Linked DNA regions of Mus musculus: region 1 is linked to region 2. A link is a contact called in public HiChIP or PLAC-seq data. All regions are on one chromosome and are shown on one strand. The core of a region is the stretch at or near the end of the contact, and the rest is flanking DNA. Distances in the headings are between cores, read along the strand shown. Region 1 has its middle 26 kb from the start of Man1c1. Region 2 overlaps Man1c1 (mannosidase, alpha, class 1C, member 1).

Region 1 (7,068 bases), core at 2,804-5,303, 130 kb after region 2:
GCAAAGCCCTGGGCACAATCCCCAGTACCACGAAGAAGGAAGGAGGAGGAAGAAAAGAAAAAATGAGAGAGAAAGGGAGGAAGGGAGGAAGGAAGGAAGGAAGGAAGGAAGGAAGGAAGGAAGGAAGGAAGGCAGGCGAAAGAACAAAGAAAAAACAAAGAAAGACAGATAGGAAGGAAAGAGGACAAACAGAAAAAAGAACAGACAAAAAAGAAAAACTGGCAGGCAGGAAGGCAGACAGACAGAAATACAAGCTGGGGGGTGGCCCGGTGAGTAAAAGCACTTTCTGGAGCTGACAAGATGGCTCAGCAGGTAAGAGCACTGACAGCTCTTCCAGAGGTCCTGAGTTCAAATCCCAGCAACCACATGGTGGTTCACAATCATCTGTATGAGATCTGATGCCCTCTTCTGGTGAGTCTGAAGACAGCTACAGTGTCTTATTTATAATAATAAACAAGCGGGGCCCACCAGAGCGAACAGAGGTCCTAAATTCAATTCCCAACAACCCCATGAAGGTTCACAACTACAGTGTACTCATATACATAAAATAAATACATCTTTAAAAAAAAAAAAGCACTTTCTGTGCAGGCCTGATGACGAGAGTTTAATATCCAGAACCCATGTAAAAAGCTGGAAGTTGTGTGCTCAACTGTGATCTCAGAGCTCCTGCATCTACAGGAAAGGCAGAAACGGAAAAATTAAATAGAAACTCACAGGGCAGCCAGCCTATAGCACACAGCACAGAAACAAGAGAAAGTCTGCCATAGTACATAGTTTGGCAGGCACATGTACGTGTACACACACATACACACACACACACCAAAATAATAATAATAATAATAATAATAATAATAAATGTAGAAAGAGATATTGGTAGATCAAGTCCAGTGTGATGGCTTGGACTTGAAGCTGATTAAGAAAGACCCGATAGCTCAAGGCTAGCCTGGGCTACACAGTGAGTTCCAGGCCAGGCATGGAAAGTTACATATTAAGACCCTCTCTCCAAAGAATTCTGTAGCAAGCTGCAGGCTGCTGGTGGGGGACACAGAAGGTCAGTGAAGCTGTCTAGCTCATCCCAACATGTTACTAATACCTGATGGAGCCTGTTTGACCACTGCAGAGACCTCAGAGTCTGGAGTCCTCCTGGGAGTCTTGCTTCATCTCCCTGAACTATATACACCACCCTCTTCCCTCCACTCCATGTGTGCGCACAGCTTCTACAGCTCTGCCTCGAGGCCTGCCCCTACCCTGGCCAGCACCAGCACACATTTGGAAGGACCTGGGGCTTCTGCTGGGTCAGGTTTAAAGTTAAGTGTTGCTTTTTTGTCTGGAAATTAGTCAGCGTCAGACTAGGTCAGAGGTCAAACTGAGGGTAAAGGTGACTCATGAGAATTTTCAATCAGCCAAGCTTCAGTTGGGGGTCAGGTTTAGATCACAGAGTATATAGTAAAGGGCTCAGCCTAAAGATGGGGTCAGACCTCAGCCTAGGACTATGAGCTGGGTCACAGTTGGAGCTGAGGACAAGGGCCAGTGCAGGCCAGATTGGGGTCTCAGCCTGGAACCAGGCAGGGATCAGTTCAGCGTGAGCACAGAGACAGAGATCTGACTCTGTATCTAGTTGAGGAGTGTGGGTTCTGCTTTTCCTGTTGAGGCTCCCAGATGCTCAGGCCTGGAGTGTGAGCTGTGTCCAGCATAGAGTGAGGCAGAAGTCCAGCATATACCCTGACAGGTTCTCCACCCCTGCCCTGGTGCTGAACCACAGACACACTAGTAATTCCCTCACCTGGATTACTGTGCACTGTGAAAATACATACACATATAAACACACACACATGCACACACACACACACATGAATGCATATAGACACACACATGCATTCACATATATACACATACTCATATGCAGACACATATACACAAGCACATACATGCCCATGCATGTATATACACGTATGTACACAGATGTACACAAATGCACACATGCACACATGCACACACACATAAACACACACATACAAATATAGCCATACACATGCCCACATACACACACTCACACATATACACATGAGTACATACACTACAAACACATACCATCACACACACACATACATACACACTCTCTCTCATACACACACACAAATATACTGTACACCCCACACATGGGAAGCAGGGATCTAGGCACGAGGCCCCTGGGAAGACTCCAGCACAGCTGCAGGGAACGCCTGCCCAGGTCAGAGTGATGGGTCAGGCAGGACCAGTCTTCAGAAGTCCAGGTCTCTGCAAACTGTCCATGCCACCTAACGATTGTTCCCTGGGAATGACACTACCCAGAGCCCTGAAAAGACAGTGGCCAGGTATAGAGGAAAGAGCTGTGGCTGGAGGTAAGGAGTCTAGGTGTCACTGCCTCACATCTTGTCTCCAAGCCATCTACAAAATGGGAATAAATAAGAAGGGTTAATTTCCTTCTTGACAGAAACATCATGACCGAAAGCAATCTGAGGGGGAAAGGGCCTACGCAGCTCACACTTCCACATCACTGGTCGATGTCATAGAAGTGAGAACAGGAGCTCAAGCAGGGCAGGAACCTGGAGGCACAAGCTATTGCAGAAGCCAAGGACGGGTGCTACTTACTGGCTTGTTTCCCTGGATTGCTCAGCCTGCTTCCTTATAGAACCCAGGACCATCAGCCCAAGAACGGCTTCACCCACCATGGGCTGGGCCCCTCCCCTGTCAATCAGTCATTAAGAAAATGCCCAGCAGGCTTGTCTACAGCCTGATCTATGAGAGCACTTTCCCAAACAAGGTTCCTTCCTCTCAGATGACTCTAACTTGTGTCAGGTTGGCAGAAAACTCACCAGTACAGCAGACAGATGAGGAAACTGTCAGGCAGAGTCGGACCCAGAGCCCCAAAGCAGAAAAACAGTGAGATGGGGATGAAGACCAGGCTCAAAGCCCACAGTTCTCTTGCCAGTCAGACCTTTGTTTCCAAAAATCACTTCTCCACACCCCATGCTGGAGGCTGGTGAAAAGAAGAAATCATGAGGTGGAGCGGGATAAAGATCCCATTTTGGGCCCACTGGGATCCTGGGGCCCAGGGGAGCTGAATAGGTCCAAAGACCAAGCCAACCTGCGCTAGTAAAAATTTGATCCGTGACACAGGATCAAATCCTGGTTTCCATGCACACCTGCTGTGTGATCTCAGGCAAATCACCTCACCTCTCTGAGCAAGATGCAAACCTCCATCTATGGGGGAGACGACCTCTGGCATCATTTCCTCTTGTATCTGTGAGATAAGGGGAAGCAGAGGCGAAGTGGTCTGCAAGCGCTAGTGGGGCTGCCATCACACACACACACACACACACACACACACTCCTTCTCCTCCTGGTTTGCCCTGCAGAAGCCAATCATTCATATTAATTCTGAAGTAATGTTGGGACTACTGGTTGGGATTATGGGATGGGCAGGAGAAGGGGTGTCCCTTTGCTTCTTGAATGGATAATGAGGATCAGAGGCATAGCGGAGTATTTATGCGGATGGGGTGTGGCTCAGTAGTTGAATACATGCAAAGCCCTGGGTTTCATGCCCCGCACAAGAACATTGCTAAGCCATCAGACTGGGGCAGCAGGACGCTCCTTCTAGAGCTCACTGAGAGAGCAACTGACCACCCTCCCTCTCCATTTTCAAAAGACTGGGGACAGGGATTCCTCAGAGATGTGAAACTGAAGATTTTCTGTAGCCAGACTGACTACTCTGTTGGTTCTTCTTTCTTCCATTGTTGAGAAACCTTGTTGCTGTAAAGGTCGTTGTATACCATGACTGGACAGCTCCCCGAGCTCTGCACAAAAAGGAGGACTGCCGTTTTCAGCAGGGCTTCCTCTTCTCTGCCTGACCTTATCTAGGGAGCCTGACCCCCACATCCTCTATCTGAGGAACGTTACTTGGTCTTTGGTTCAACTCCCATTCTCCTGCCCTGCAGGCCTTTGGAATGCCTCTCCATGCAAATGAGGCATTCCCATGCAAATGAGGTGTTCCCAGCTCTGCAAGCCTCAGCCAAAGTTCTTTCAGCTGACACACCCCTTCTCACTTCCCGAGGTCTCTAAGCGCCCTGGAGCTATTACGCACACAGTGTTTCACTGAATGCCTTCTAAGGGACCTCGAAGCTGGATCGACATCCTGAGGTCCTGCTGATCCACCGGTTCCGCCTTCCTCTATCCTTTCCCACCCCATGTGCAGCAGGCACCTGGACAGCCCAGGGTGAGAAGTGAGACCCAGAACCACTTTCCACCTGTCTCTACCCCTTCTCTTCCACCCTTTCAACACACTAACAGGAGACAGGAGAGGATAAAAAGGATAGAGGGGAAAGGGGGTGACGTTATCTTTAAACTACTTCCTGCTGATTAGGAGCATCAAGTTCCTTTAGGCCAGTTTGATTTTCACCCAGCAGAATATCTAATTTCTTCTTCTAGTTCCTTTGCACACAACTACTTAACTAATAGCAACCAGCCAACAGCCCACCCTGCCTCTCAGGGCCCTAGCATTTATAGACCCTCTGAAGTGTCCCCAGAATTCCAAAGGTCACACAATCTCCAAAATTGTCTGTGGCTAGCAAAACCACACCCCTCTTAGAGCACAAGGCTAACTCCTAGTCAGCTGCTGTGGACAGTCTGAAGCAGCCCCATATCCCGTATCTGTGATCAAAATGAAGACATATTCCCATATGTCTGTGTTTTTCAAAAAAATCAAGATTCTCACTAGATTTTCCCACCAGCCAATCCCAGAGGTAAAGGTATCAAGAAAACAAAATGTGGGTCTCCGAAAGACCATGCAGCAGTGAAGAGCACTTCTTTTTTTTTTCCGAGACAGGGTTTCTCTGTGTAGCCCTGGCTGTCCTGGAACTCACTCTGTAGACCAGGCTGGCCTCGAACTCAAAAGTCCACCTGCCTCTGCCTCCCAAGTGCTGGGATTAAAGGTGTATGCCACCATGCCCGGCTGAAGAGCACTTCTTGCAGAGGATCCAGGTTTGATTCCCAGCACCAAAAGGGCAGCTCACAACCATCCGTTACTCCAGTTTCCAGGCACACACATGATGAAGAGACGTATAGGCAAGCAAAAATAGTCATACACATGAAATAAAGTAAATATATCTAAAAATAGATTTTTATAGAAAAAGCAAATACATTTTCCGGGGATACTGTCTGGTATGGGAGGCTGTCCCCTCCCTTGGGCAGCCTCAGAAAAGAGAAGTGTAAGAAGAGAATAGAGAACCATTGTGGTCAAAGGACAACAGCCAGCCTGGGGCCTACCATGTGCTGAGGCTCAGCAGGGGTCACAGAAAGGTGCTGAGCTCATACAGCCTCCCAACACCCACCTAAGAGGACTCCCAGCGCCCGCCCGGGAAGCATGGGGTCTTAACAGCAGGAGCCACAGGCTGGTAGCTGCAGGTAGGAGTGGGGAGGGGGAAGCAGCTAAGGAGTAACATAGGTAAACTGTGGGGGCCAGGATACCAGAGACTCCACACATGTTCTGCAATGAGCTGTCATGCTGACCCTTGCCACAGCAGGGGTCCTGGCTAAACCAGAGAGAGGAGGATGAAGGGGGGAGACATCCACACTGATCCTGGGAGGCATTACATTAAGTGGGAGAGTTACCACAGAGAATATGGTTGCATTTCCATCACAGGCCCAGGGCAGAGGAGCACACAGAAAGCAGGATAGTGTTTAGCTGCTGAAGTGAGTGACACAGACGGAGGATGCTATGGGAGTTTCTAGTGTCTGTGGTGGGGTGAATGCAGTAGGTATCACACATGTGAAGGGGATACCAGGAGACAAAGATCAAGAGAACGGACCAGAAACAATACTTGATGTCATCATTGTGACTTTCTCCCACAGTAATGTGAGAGGCCAAACCTGGAGAAAAGATGAAGGAATGCCAAGCCAAACAGCAGACAACCTCTGTCACATTGATTTCAAACTACAGCAAACCAAAGATGAAGGAAACCATCCCTGAAGTGGCCAAAGAAAACCTGTGCAAACTACTGGGGGGGGGGGCAGTGCGGGAGGGGCACACCTTTAATCCCAGCACTGGAGAGGCAGGTAGATCTCTGAGTTGGAAGCCAGCCTGGACTACAGAGTGAGTTTCAGGACAGCCAGGGCTACACAGAGAAACCCTGTCTCAAGGTTGTCTCAAGCATTCACATTTGTGTGAATTTTTAATGTGATCAAAGAAAAGGCCCCACCAACCAAGAAGTCTGCACCTCATGAACTTGCCCTTAAATATGAAAGATGGGCTGAAGAGAGAGATGCATGATGGGTAAACTGAAGTCCCAAGTCTGAATCCTCAGAACCGATGTAATGCCATGCACAGAAGTGCACCTCTGGGACCCTGGCACCCCTATGGTGAGAGGAGAAAGCCCCAGAGTTTGCAGACCAGCTAGCCTGGGCTACACAGTGCTAAAGGACAAAAAGAATCCCAGTTTCAAACAAGGTAGGAGGAAGACTGACCTCTGACCTCCACTCTCACATCACGTCAGGTGTGCAGCCACACTCACACACACAAATGTGTGCACCATGCACACACATCACACAGGCATATGCACAAAGTGAAGAAATAAGGATTTCTGCAAAAGATAAAAATAGTGGAATTTACTGCCGGTAAACCTGCCTTGCAAGAAGACTAAAGTAAGCTGTTAAAGGAACAGAGACGGTATAGGCTAGAAATGTGTGTCTCCTTAATGTAGTGAGGATTTTGGTTTCCTTATAAAAACCCAGTTATGCTATGTGATTATGTTTTGTTCTGGTCCAGGGGTTGGGGCATGGGGCTGCTTCAGATTGTCCACAGCCGCAATGATTTATCTCATGTTCTAGAAGGGACGTGATTTTTGCCAGCTGCAGATAATTTGCATTTGGCATTCTGGGGACTCTTAAGAGGGTATAAAGTCGAGAGCCTGGGACAGCTGCTGGTCTCTGCTGTTGTGATCCCTACCACTTTTGTTATTGTTGGGTTGCTGGATAGTCTGATGAAGAAGACTCGATTTGCCCCAAAGAATTCGATATCCCTAGTCATCAGGAA
Region 2 (7,062 bases), core at 1,693-4,192:
TGGATTTGTACAAATGATCTCCCTGTATCATGATAGGTTAGTAGCTTGCTTCCCACACAGCCTTCCCTGATTCCACCCGTGAACCTGTTCCCACTCAGGGCATGTGCACAACACTCTCTTGGGCCATTTTCCTTGTATCTTTCTCTCCAATGAATGCTCAAAGGTTAAAGAGGGTTCCTCTGTCTCTCTGTCCCTCTCACATTGAACCTTGCAGTCTTGTTTCCAAGCAGCCTAAAGGCCAGAGCTCTGCGCAAAGGCCCAGTGTCCATTCCCGGGGTCTCCTCATACATGCTCCTCTACCAACCCTTGCTCCCACCACCCTTGTGGCAGCCTGGGTCCACCTCGATGGCCCTCGGCACCTCTCTGACTCCCATAGCCTTGTGTGCATGACATTGCACCTTCTGCTGTGTTCTCTGAGAAACAATCCCTGGTGCCTCTGGCATAAAGACCCCCATTCCTGTTGGTTCACCCCCAAGCATACACACACTAAACAAACAAACAAACAAACAAACAAACAAACAAACAAATGTAATAATGAAGAAGCTGGGTTGGCACGCTTTTACAGTCCCTGTGCTGGGGAGAGCTGGGGTTAGGTTTAGCCTTTATTCTTGCTGGCAGTGGTGGTATACTGCTTTAGTTCTAGCACTCAGGAAGCAGAAGTAGGCTGATGTCTATGAGTTCAAGGCCAGCTTGATTTACACAGTTCCAGGGAAGCCAGAGCTAGAGAGTGAGGCCTTGTCTAAACACCACACACACACACACACACACACACACACACACACACCTCCCTACCCCACCCACAGACATTCTTGTGGAATAATGACAGACAGGAGGCTGCCCGGGACTCAGTGCAGAGTCAGTCTAACCTAATCAATGAACCCCAGGCCAAGGACAGACTAGGTCTCAAAACCCAAGCTGGACAACACCAAAGAGGATCAACACTCAAGACCATTCATCCTCTGGCCTCCACGGGCCTCACCGCACCTCACACAGAGCTGCCTGTTGAGAGGAGTGAGAACTTCTGGCCCCAGCACCTCCTCTCAGGGCCAGGGCCACCTTCACAGAGCTACTTGCCTGGTCTGTGTCCCCACCAGCTCTGCCGTATAATAATGATGTCTTTTATGTGATGTTATATTAACAGAGAGAAATGGGTCAGGCTGGGCAACTCCAGCTCCCGGAAGAACATTTAGAAGGAAAAAAAATGACCCAAGGCCTCGCCTATTACTGCGTCTCCCCGGAGCCACGCACTAATGGCTGTGTTTAATTTAATGATACAATCCGCAGAGACTTCTCTTGATCTGCAGTGAAACAACACGGACATCTTTTCTCGGCTGCCACAGAGAGCAGGGTGGCTGTGTGTGGCAGACTGGAATTTTTACAGATGGGGACCAAAGGCAGTGCTTGCCCGTGACAGTGAGGCTTCCTGGGGTGTGGACGCTCCTTGCTTGGCTTTACCCCAACACCTGGGCAGGACAGGTAATGACTCGGACCCACAGAATAAAGAATGTGAGGATATGTTGGTTTCTAGGCCAGCCTTAAGAAATTGGCAGCTCTCCTGCCTCTGTGAGGGACAGATGCCATATTGTCGGGGAGCCCAAGACAGCCACTAGGACTCCATGTACATTTATCCCGACTGACAGTCCCACCAGAGGTCTGGCCAACAACTGGCATGGATTCCAGACACATGAATGAAAAGCCTCCGCCTCCAACCTACGCAGCTGAGCGCCTGCGCACAAGGTGCAAAGAAGAGCCATCCATGCTGTGCCTTCTGAGAATTCCTGACCTGTCTGATCTGACGGTCTCATCAAATAACCATTGAATTCAGGAGCAACAAAGGCTCCTGGGAAGTTCTGTCACATGAGTTTCTAGGAAGATCCACTAAAGTGGTACCTGCCCCATCCCTACCCCCGCCCACACCACAAAGCATATGGCACACTGTCAAAAAAAAAAAAAAAAAAAAACCACTGTTTTGTAGGAGGAAGCCTTTCAGTTGCACAGAAAGCTTCTGTTTCCTTCCCTAAGTAGCCCAGGCTAGCCTCAAGCAACTGGTCCTCCTGCCTTGGCTTCCTGAGTGCTGGGATTCCAGCGCATACCACCCACACAGTAGCCTTTCTATTCCTACGTGGTCTGGGTTTCTTTTTTTTTTCTTTCTTTCTTGGAATGTTTATGATGCTATTTCCTGGGTCACTCGAATTGCTCTCAGAGGCTGTTTCCAGGCAAAAGCTTCTTGGAGATTCTGGGAGGAAAACCGTTATTAGGAACTATTCCCGGAATCCAGAACTCGCTAGAAGCTGAGAAACACAACACTTGCTTAGTCTGCTCTGCCCACGCCATTGGCCTATTTAAAGGCCCCGTTCCTTCTGTTCTAACTCCTGATGCATTGAGCAAAGATGCAGTCCAGGCCTTGTAGCCTCCGCAGGATACCTCTGTTACCCACTCTGCAAGGGATGCTCTGTCCCAACCACATATTGCCAGCAGAACCCTGGGTTTGCTCAGGGCATCCATTTGCACAGGTCTCTGTGCCTGGCATGCCTTTTGCTAAGGTTCCAGGTGCCGCCCACATCCTAGGAATATAAAGTCCAATGCAACAGTGTTGCAGGTGGGACCTAGGAGATAAGGAGGTCCTGCAGTCTCTGTTTACAGTGTATCTAGCCTCTGTTCAAGAATGCAGTTATCACAGGAGTTGGTTAGTTAGTTATCTCAGCCATGGGTCCTGGTCAGTGGATGAATCTGGCCCCCTCCCTCTCTGTTGCTCTTCTGCTATGGGATGACAGTAGGAGACGCCAGTTGCATGATGCTCCCAGATCCTGGCTCCGTTTTGACACCCCAGGAAATGAATGCCGGTGGAGTGTGAAACCTGATAAACACCCATGACCAGCAAGACCTCATCAGAACTGCCTCCCCCCCAACCCCCCTCTCCCGTGCTCACTTCCTGCCAGGCACTGCAGTGCCACACACTGCTCTCTGAAGCCTCGTGACAGCTCTCAAATTGTCTCAATCTCACAGATGAGGATCAAGGCTTGTCGGATTAAGTCACTTATTCAAGATTCATCCATCCATTCAGCCCCACTCTGCTCTCAGGGTGCTGGGGCCTGGCACAGGAGTTCCATGGGAAGAAAGGTGCCACGACCCATGCCTAAGCTCCTGTACGAGTGTTGGGTGACTCCTGGGTGAATGTGAACACACACTCCCTGAGCCCAGGCAGGGTCCCGGTGACACACCGAAGAAACACACTCACTATGGCTTGGTGAATCAGAGGCGAATGGGGCTTTCTTACTAGAGTGGTGGCCCTAAAATAGCTGTGTCATATAGAAGTTCCACCCCAGCACAGGTGGCAACCTCCTAAAATCTGCAGAGTTCCCTCTTCAACCAACACCCCTTTCTACTAACAGTGTCTTCTGAGACCTCATGTATAGGATTACGGGCAGCCAGAGGGCAGGGGCAGAGGTCTACAGCACAGGGGAGGAGGGTAGCTGAATGGGGCTGCGTTGGAGGGTGGTGCGCTTTGGTTAGGAAGTGCTGTGTCCATTTGATAAGAGCTTAAGGAGTACGGAGGGGAGAGGGCAAGGTGTGGCAGGAAGCAAGCACGCTCTGCATACACCGGAGGATGGGAAATCCTAGCAAGTTTGTGATGGTTCAAGTTCTCCGTGCAAGTAGAAGGCATGGAGAAAGAGGGAAAGCAGCAGCTGGAGAGGGGGTCACACCCAGGCTGCACAGGGCCATGGGGGCTATGGGAAGGGGATCTAGCTAGCTTAGGACCAGATGTGATGGACTGCTGTATAAAGAGTGGTCTGGAGTGGACCCAGAAGAGACCTTCAGCAGAGCTATGATATGAGTCTGGGGTGTGCCCAATAGTCACTCAGGGTTGTGTAAGTGTGTGCGTGTGCGTGTGCGTGTGTGTGTGTGTGTGTGTGTGTGTGCATGTGTGTGTTGGCAGGAATAACTTAAGCTTTAAGGCCTCTCACCCTCCTGCAGATCGGCATAGTTAGCAAGCTGTATCTCTATCCTGCTAGGAGAGCCTCAATCTGCCTGTAACGGGAGGGTCTCCTCATCCCAGTGCAGTTACAGACCCTGTCTGGCATACACTATGGCCACACAGGGCTATGTATTGATTACTATGCATTCCCTCTTACTCCATGGGCCAGAGCCAAGCAGCACAGATGTGTGGATCTGATAACCAGATGAATACTCATTAGACTGCAATCAGAGGGGCCCCATTTACCCCCAAGATACACACGGAGATGGCAGAAGTAGCCAGGGAGGTGGAGAGACTGGTACAGAGCTGAGTCCCTGGGGGCAGTCCTTCCAGCAACAGAGAATGGGTAGAACTCTGGAGACACCAAGGAAACTTGACTCTAGTGTTCATGTGCTGCCTCAGTTTCACTATCTGTATAAAAGGAACAATGGTACCTCTACCTGTTAAGCTGCCCTGGGGGCTAGAGAGCCCACAGAACTCGGGCTACAGCATCTGGGCTGCACTGCCATTCCTGGCTGTGGTGCTGGGGACAGAACCCAGGCCCTCACACACACTGGCAAATACTCTACCCCTAAGGGGTACCCCTGAGCCTTGACAGCACACACACACGCTTTCTGACAACTTGGCAAAGAGACTGTGGTTACAGATGAGAGACAGTGGCTTAGAGTCAGCTAAAAGTCTTAGAGTAGGGGTTGGGAGCCAGGGTTTGCCCCAGAGGACCTCCGCATCACCACTGTGCAGAGGTCCCTAGTGCAGGCGGTCAAGGATGCTTCTCTGCAGCCTGGTGTTAAGTCCTACCTGGGGCCTCAGTGCCATTCCTTGTCAGGCATTGTCTGTGTGTGAGGAACTTATCTCTCCCTGGAGGCCTGGGGACTCTCATCCCAGTACAGGGCCAGCCGGCATGTTTTGTTTGTTTTTTTTTCCTGCATGAATACCATGTAGCTGCCTTCAGGTCTGATGCCCATCCCCACCCCCGCCCCGCCCCCACACCGTTCTGGGTCCCATTATCTGCTCCAGATGCGCTCCTAGGAGGCCAAACTTCCCTGACACATGGGATCCAGGAAGGCAGAGGTCTTGCCCTGTTATTATCTCCAGAACCATCAAAGACCCAAGAGGATGCTGGCTGTGCAGCAGGGTCTGAGTCATGAGTGAACCAGCTGAGAGGACTGAGGAGCAAGCATGGTCAGCATCGAGAGATGAGGGTGGGGACACCCAGCCAACAGCCCTGGGGTTTGTCTTTCTTGGTTCCCAGAGCATTCATTCAAGATTCTGACAGAAGCCAATTGCACTCTCCCCTTCTCCCTCTCTGTTTCCCTGACTCTGAGACAGTGTCACTATGTACCCCAGGCTGGCCTCGAACCCAGAGATAGACTTGCCTCTGACTCCCAATGTAGGCCACCAGGTCCAACAACTTCCTTACTACAGAGACTCTTGAGCACACGCAGCACCCACCACTAGACTCTTGCTAAGGGACAGGCCTGGGATGCTGACCCATGCATCCAGACTGACTCTTGCTAAGGGACAGGCCTGGGATGCTGACCCATGCATGATGAGGAGGGGGCGGCCAGGTCACTAAACATCCCTGGTCACCCGATTCACGCTATGAAACGGGACTCTGGCTCATTACTGAAGCAAACGGTCATCTTAGGTGGCATATAGGTATCACCCACAGCTAACCTGAGCTCATGCTGGTGTCCGAATGGCTTTCTGAGGACAAAAGGATGGGAGCCTGGGCAACTCACTGCATCACAGTGCACATAGATTGAGAGGCAGGGTATCTAGGGTACCCCGGCCAGGGCAGTTCTCAATAGTCAAAGCCCGGAGTATTTGTCACGCTCTGTACCAGCGTGGGGATGCTGGAGGAAATGACACAGATCTGATTCGGAGGCACAGATGTAATCTGTTTCTGCCAGTCAATGAAAGGCTTAGTTCAAATCATTAAGACACCACGGGACAAAAATCAAGTCTGGAGAGGCTGGGCACTGCCCTCCTAGATCAGCTCCAGATGCTCTGGGATAACTTGCAAAAACCATCAGCAAGCAGGGAGAGGATTACGACAGATGCAATCTGTGGGGCTTCTGGGTCTGTCTGGGTCTCAGGGGATAAAGGATTTGAGAGATATCACCATCCGGACTGAGATGGCAGAGACAGTGAGTGATGGCCTGAGCCTCCCCATGGCTGCTTTCTCAGGTACATGAAAGGAACCCTGGGAATGCATTGTGGCAGGACCAGGTGGACACTTACTCCACAGTCAGGGCTCAGCCGACCTTAAATGGCTTCCCGCACACATCCCTCAGGGCCTCTAGTTCTACATCTGTGAAGTGGGCTCCCGCACAGCAGCTATCAGAGCACCTGGTACTCAGACAGCCCCACCAATGCCCAGCTGAGTAGCCTGCTGAGACAGGAAGCCTGAGGTGACCTTGGATGGAGAAAAAGAGCAGACATCTGCAGAATGGCAAGTAGGAGGAAGGTCATCTTCCCAGGCAGAGTCCAGCACGTGCAAAGGCCCTGGGGTGACCACTTAGAGGGAGTGTATGGGAAGGGGCTGGAGGTCCCTGGACATGCGTGCAGGCTGAGGGTCTCAGACTCTGAGGGACAGACAAGGTTGGAATGTGGAAGCATGTCTGCAGGGTGGAGCTGCTGACGGTGGTGGCTCCTAGGAGAGACTTGGGGGCACTGGGAAGGGGTGCAGAGTAGGCAGAGGCAATATGACTTCAGGTTTGTTGCAGAGTCCAGAGCCACATGGCATGTTCCTTCCCAGCTCTCAAGCGTACACTGTGCTACTCGCTGGCGCTAAGCATCTTTACCCTGGTCCCTAGATGCTGCTGGAGGAGAGTGCCCTCCTCCTTGGGGGTAGAACAGAGGTAAGGTGCTGTGTCAAGGACAGAAACCATGGCTCAGTCTCTCTGCAGCTCAGTAGGACCTGGGGCTCAGTTCTAGTCAAAATAATATGGGTATGAGTTCCCTATGCCACCACGAGTCTGGCCCATAAAATCCTCTAAAGCTGGGGTGCCTGTGGGGATCACCAGAGTGCCTCTAACTCCCCGAGTCCTGAAGAGCCTGTGAGCTGTAGTAAAGACACCCCC

The links. HiChIP or PLAC-seq counts read pairs in DNA pulled down with a chosen protein or histone mark.
Region 1: an H3K27ac HiChIP or PLAC-seq map of microglia shows a contact between it and region 2, with 4 times the contacts expected there. The contact joins two enhancer-like sites. A contact is called at or near these places in 1 of 484 Hi-C or Micro-C datasets (bone marrow-derived macrophages), 1 of 115 datasets of contacts at active chromatin or transcription factors (microglia) and 2 of 9 other capture datasets (embryonic tail and liver).

What each region holds. Positions count from the first base shown.
Region 1 is chr4:134,726,343-134,733,410 of GRCm38.p6, forward strand. No RefSeq gene overlaps it. Among named protein-coding and RNA genes, the nearest start is that of Man1c1, 26 kb to the left of the region's middle. Within about 2 kb of position 4,054, at least 52 of the 459 cell types and tissues checked have an H3K27ac peak or open chromatin away from gene starts, as enhancers often do. A contact at or near this core is called in microglia, where this site is marked.
Region 2 is chr4:134,598,644-134,605,705 of GRCm38.p6, forward strand. The region is part of intron 2 of Man1c1 (mannosidase, alpha, class 1C, member 1); the gene reads right to left. Among named protein-coding and RNA genes, the nearest start is that of Gm42326, 10 kb to the left of the region's middle. Within about 2 kb of position 2,943, at least 71 of the 459 cell types and tissues checked have an H3K27ac peak or open chromatin away from gene starts, as enhancers often do. A contact at or near this core is called in microglia, where this site is marked.